Regions from separate parts of the Mus musculus genome. Here region 2 is linked to region 1. The links are chromatin contacts, called in public promoter capture Hi-C maps. All regions are on one chromosome and are shown on one strand. Each heading gives the region's core, a stretch centred on a gene start, on an enhancer-like site or on the middle of the called end of the contact. The rest is flanking DNA. Distances are from core to core; before and after follow the strand shown.

Region 1 (2,815 bases), core at 158-2,657:
AAAAGAAAAGAAAAAGTTTTGACTCAAAGGCTAAGATGGAAGGATTTTGAGTTATAAGCTAACCAAAGGTATGTAAGCATGACTCTATCTCAAAGTAATGAATTCAAATAAGAAGTTTTCCCTTGGAAATTAAAAGCTTTGGCAATTTTAGGTAAAACTAAATAAAGGGGACACAGAAGAGAGCTTTTGGGGGACAGAGATTGAAATAGAATGAAGTACAGTGACAGATGTGTGGAAATACTATCATGAAATCCATCGCCATGGTAAACATGCTTCACTAAACCATCAGCTGTTACTGCTGCGGCCCAGAGACTTGACTTTCTAAGTGTGTGGGATCTCAAGTACTCTTGGTTTTATGGTTGGGAACGGAGAAGAAGAAGGAGGAAGAAGAGGAGCAGCAGCAGCAGCAACAGCAAAAGTGAAAACAAAACAACAACAACAACAACAACAACAAAAAACAGGTTTACTAAAAGCAAAGGAGAACAGCAGACCAAACGGTTGGTTGATGGGCAGAGTGGTGAGGAATAATAACCTGGCAGGCATTATTCAGACTGGATGGAAAGCCAGCAGATTTGGGGACAAATGCTAACACCCTCACTCCAGATATCACAATAAGCCTTTTGTTGCTACTGTTTTATTGCTAGAGTGATGCCCACTGTCAGTAGCTATAGCATCCCAATCATTCCGAGTGTGTTTGGGAGCGTGGCTTACTCCTCACTAAGTGAGGGCAACACAGAGTGGTGGATACTCTGCCTCACAGGCCCAGAGTCTAATAAGGAAACAGAACTGCTAGTAAGGATGAATGGCAATTGTGCCTCTGGCCTAGGCCTGTGCCTGGGGGGACTTCCCTGAGGCAATGACACTTGGTCAAACTTGGTAGAAGGTAGAAGGCTCACTTATGTTCCAAGATGTCTGTCTCCATGCAAGAGTGACAGGACCTCCCCCAGCAGGGGAATCATCAGGTCAGGGTTAAGAAAGTCTGTACTGGGTATAGAGAAGGGCCTGGGATGTAGAGATAGATGCCCATCGGGTGATGGAGTTATTACCGCCTGGGGAAGCCTAGCTGGCGTGTAGACCCATACTGAACGTGTAAAGACAAGGAAAGATACAGAGGGCCCAACAGAACTCTTGGTGTGTAGGGTGAAGGTAAGGGCCACGTGCAGCCCAGCCCTGGGCTGACCTTTCTCCTTGACCTTTTTCTTTATATAACACCCTAATGCTGCTGAGCTTAATCAGGCCTGTCAGTCGAACATACCCCTTCCTGATGATGGTGAAGAGCGAAAGGATAAGCCATCTATTTCCAGAACCTAAAGAGGTTTAGGATTAAAAAAAAAAAAAAAAAAACAAGAAACAAAAGCTTTCAATTAGCTATTCCTCTCTTTGCACCTTGCCCAGGCCAGCTGGATGGCTCGTGCATCTTTGGGACCCTCTGAGAAGATTGGAGCTCCCAGCTAATGCTAGAACTGCTGAAGTGGGCAATCTGCCATCTCGATAATCCAATCAGCTCCCTGCTCCTCAAATCTGATTTGGTTTTTAGACACTGAGACCTAACAGCTGGGCACAGATCCCTACAAATTCCCCCCCCGGGGCAGCCAGGGGCCTCACCCTTGCCCTGTGGGGTTATCTGATAGGATTGCACCAGGTCCCTCAGAGCGTGGGCTGGCTGCTCACTGTCGAAAAGCACAGGTACCCTCTCGTGACTTCTCTGGCCAGCTCAACTGGGTGGTGACAAATTACAAGGTAAGTGAGCAGCAAACCCAGGCATTCTCAGAAACCAGAGTGGACATGGGGTGGGAGTCTGGGGGTGGGACAACAAGGACAGACATGCGCTTCTGCATGTTTGCTGGGGTTCGCTACCTCTGACTGCCACAGGTTTTGCTTGGAAAGGAAACTTGGAGGGCATTTAGTCCCAAACCATGAGATGGCTTTGCCTATCTGCCAGTCTGAGAGGAAACAGATATGCTGAGTGGAAAGAAAGGCCTGCTTGGTGGAACTAGGGCTCTCATGTGCCTCTGACAGCTGCTTTTGGGGAGCAGTCATACGGCATATTTCAGGAATATTTTCTGTGTGCTTACCATAAGCCACAGAAAAGCCAGGTGTGGTGGTACACAGATGTGATCCCAGCACTAGGCAGGAGGATTGCCAGTTTGAGGCCAACCTGGGCTACATAATGAGACAGGAGGAGGAAGAGGAGGGAAAAAAATCTAGTTATGATAGAATTGTTTGATTTTGTTTGAGACAGAGTCTTACTGAATCACCCTGGCTGCCCTGGAACTCACTTTGTAGTCCAGGCTGGCCTCAAACTTTGCAATCCTAACTCTGCCCCTGGCACGACAGAATTTTAGATACAGCCTTACAAGTACATGACACCAACATTTAATCAAAAAAGACAAAACGCCATTAGGATCTACCTGGTGAAGTTTACTGAAATGCCTGAAGCTTACCAAGAAAGACAAAACATACCAAAATATACAATGGGCCCGGCATGGTGATACACACCTTTGATCCCAGCACTTGGGAGGTGGACTTAGGTAGATCTCTATGAGTTTGAGGCTAGTCTGGTCTGCACAGTGAGTTTCAAGCCAGCCATTTGAGACCCCATTTGGGTGGAGCGGGGAACTGGGGCTGGAGAAATGACTCAGCAGTTATAAGTGCTTGCTGTTCTCCCAAAAGACACGAGTTCAGTTCCCAGCACCCAGGTCAGGTTATAACTCCAGCTTCAAGAGATCCAACACCCTCTTCTGGTCTCTGCAGGCATCTGTACACATGTGGCGCGCACACACACACACACACACACACACACACACACACACAT
Region 2 (2,735 bases), core at 8-2,507, 300 kb after region 1:
TCCTGCAGCAGTTCTTTAGGGATAAAACATAGAAGTGCCAGGCATGCCACATTCCCTTTTCTGGTGCCCGGTACAGAAACACTCCTGACACCTGCACACCCCTCTCTCTGTGTGTGTGTGTGCGCGCACACACACACACACACACACACACACACACACACACACCAGTCTAAGAAGCAGTAGAGTCAAATCTCATGAACAAAGCTTGCAAGGCACCCTCTGGTGATGCTCTGACAGAACCTTGCTGTCCTCTCCTGCCCTCTTCCTAATTTCAACCTATGACCCCATGGACTTGCTGGAAATAATGAGCCTACCCCTGTCAGTACCCAGGTGAACCTGATGGTTTTCCTAGGAAGGGCCCTGACCTCGGTAAATTGTGTGTCTGTCATAAAGAATCCGAGGCTACATTTCCTCTTGCTTCCCCCAATCCATGCCAGCTTGCTTAAATACATTCTCCAGAAATCTTTTGCTCAGCTGCTCAGCAAGGACATAGGTACAGTGTGCTTCCTTTGTGAGCCTCTGAGGAGTGGTTTCTCATTGCTGTGAGCCAGGTTGGCAGCATCCTCTCTTGTCTCTTTTCATTCTGAGTCAAAAACCCTGATGATGTCCCAGAAGCCAGAGATCTCAAACTGGACCAGTGCCTCAGTGCAATGAACATTTACAAGTGAAGATGTGTGGACAGAGAGACATACTCTGGGATACACTGTGACAGCATTACAGCTTCTACCATGAGATATTTTCTATGCTTTTTGTTTTTGTTTTGCCTGCTTGTTCATGTGTTAAAGGCAAATGGCAGATATGACGGGGATGGTTGATGAGTGGGACTGGGGAGCACAATATGAAACCCACAAAGAATCAACTAAAAGTAAACAAACTAAAAAATAAATAAACATCAACACCCTATCCCCACACTGCTGATGCTCCACTCCAGCTTGGACTGAGTGGAGTCTATTTAAGCCTTAAAGAAAGAACTTTCATCTTGGCTATGTTCCTGCTTGCCTTTTGGGGTGGCCCCTTCAGTCTTGCTTTCCTGAGTCTCAGCTCACTGTGGTGCCAAGATTAAGGCAAGCCCTGGCATGTAGGCTCAAATGTGCATATATGTGACAAGGTCTAGGTGAGCCAGTTTTTTGATGCAAAGAACAACTTCTCCCTGGGCAGCCTGATTTCAACATCCATAACTCCCTGGCCCGCCCTCAGCAGTGATTAACAAACAGAACAAATGTAACCCTCCCTCTTTGGTGGTGGTTAGGAAACCCAGAATTCAGATGCTGGCTGATGGTGGCTGACTGGAAACCGACTTCCAGATTTCTTACTCTTGCTCAAGGGCCCTCATCACGTGCTACCTAGAGGCACAGGTCTCTAACCTTACTATCTGACAGGCAAGTAACAGATTATGTGTGGTGAGAGAGTAATACAGAATTTGAAAGATAAGGGCTTTTGTCTTCCTGTGCAGAGCTTCCCAAATGCCTGTTGATTTCATGAGGGGTGGGAGGGAAACCTGTGCTGTTTGTTTGTGATAAGCTGTTGTACTGTTTTCTTAAAGCTTATGCTTAAGGGGCAACTTTTGGAAAGTTTGTAAGGATGGGGTCTGGAACCAGCTTTGAGATTAGAGGGAAGGGCAGAGAAAGGGATTGAAGTTAGGGTTGATTACTGATCAACGGTAATTTAATCAATCAGCCCATCCCCTGTATTTCATGATGCGGCCCCTATGAAAGCACAGAGGGATTGGGTTGGGGAGCTGCCAGGTTGCTGAAGGTGTGGAGGATAGGTTGCACCAAGAACACAGAGCGGCCATGTCTCTCCCCCAAGCTCTTGGCATTTCTCCACTGCTGTCTTGTTGCACTATGGGTGCTGCTGCTATAATGAACCTCTGACTGAGTGATTTAGTTCTCTGAGTGGTTTGAGCAGAGCTGCTCTGAGGCTGAGTAAAAGAGCCTCTGGTCTGTAGCCAACTCTGCTAAGTGGTTGACTTGACTCATACATGCCTGGTAACACAAGAGCTGTGTGAGTGAAAGTGTGCAGAAGGAAAGGGTCGTTGGTTTTTCCCTTATACACATGTGGAAGGGTCAGCAACCAGCTCCTCCCTCAAAAGGGAGCTGGTTCTGTGCTTGTCTTTCCTGGAGTGACCTTTTACTATTTCATTGAAAATGAGGCACAAGGATAAAATGGACAGGCAGTCCCAATGCAAGTTCACTCACATACAATCTGGTACTCGGAACCTCCTGTATGCTGGACACTGATCTGCATGCTGCAGACTCAATAGAGAGGAACACTGGGTGTGGTAGGGTGGGACATTAGAACACTGATTGGCCACACCTGCACATGCTACTGGTAGTTGGGAGAGAGGCATAAATATACAGAAGGTGAGGATAGCAAGGAAGGGAAGGAGGCCCAGGGCCACATTCTGGGCTGCTGGACCATGGGCTCACTAGGGAAGGTGTCACGGATGGGACACTAGCAGCACTTTAAAGGAAGCAGGTGATCAGAGCTGACATCGTATTTATTATGCATATCATCTAGGGGGAGCTTCTTAGGGATTCTATGGCTATAAAGAGACACCATGACCACAGCAACTTGTAGAAAGGAAAACAGGCAATTGGGGCTGGCTTACATTTGAGAGCTTTAGTCCATTATGGTCGGGGGGTGGGGGGGTGGGAAGCATGGCATCAGGCAGGCAGACATGGTACTGGAGAAAAAGCCAGGAATTCTACATCTGGATTGGCAGGCAGCAGGGA

What was found. Promoter capture Hi-C pulls out the DNA fragments that hold promoters and counts their contacts.
Region 2: a contact with region 1 is called in a promoter capture Hi-C map of pre-B cells, with 4 times the contacts expected there. The contact joins the promoter of Ugt1a6b here to the promoter of Sag in region 1. A contact is called at or near these places in 4 of 39 promoter capture datasets (3T3-L1-derived adipocytes, erythroid cells, hematopoietic stem and progenitor cells and 1 more) and 2 of 9 other capture datasets (liver and macrophages).

Annotation. Positions count from the first base shown.
Region 1 is chr1:87,802,273-87,805,087 of GRCm38.p6, forward strand. It overlaps Sag (S-antigen, retina and pineal gland (arrestin)), which reads left to right and starts at 1,408. Exons shown (of 16, transcript NM_009118.2): 1 at 1,408-1,740.
Region 2 is chr1:88,102,000-88,104,734 of GRCm38.p6, forward strand. It overlaps Ugt1a6b (UDP glucuronosyltransferase 1 family, polypeptide A6B), which reads left to right and starts at 1,258. Exons shown (of 6, transcript NM_201410.3): 1 at 1,258-1,379. All of the region lies in intron 1 of Ugt1a10 (UDP glycosyltransferase 1 family, polypeptide A10), which reads left to right. All of the region lies in intron 1 of Ugt1a9 (UDP glucuronosyltransferase 1 family, polypeptide A9), which reads left to right. The region is part of intron 1 of Ugt1a8 (UDP glucuronosyltransferase 1 family, polypeptide A8); the gene reads left to right. It also overlaps Ugt1a7c.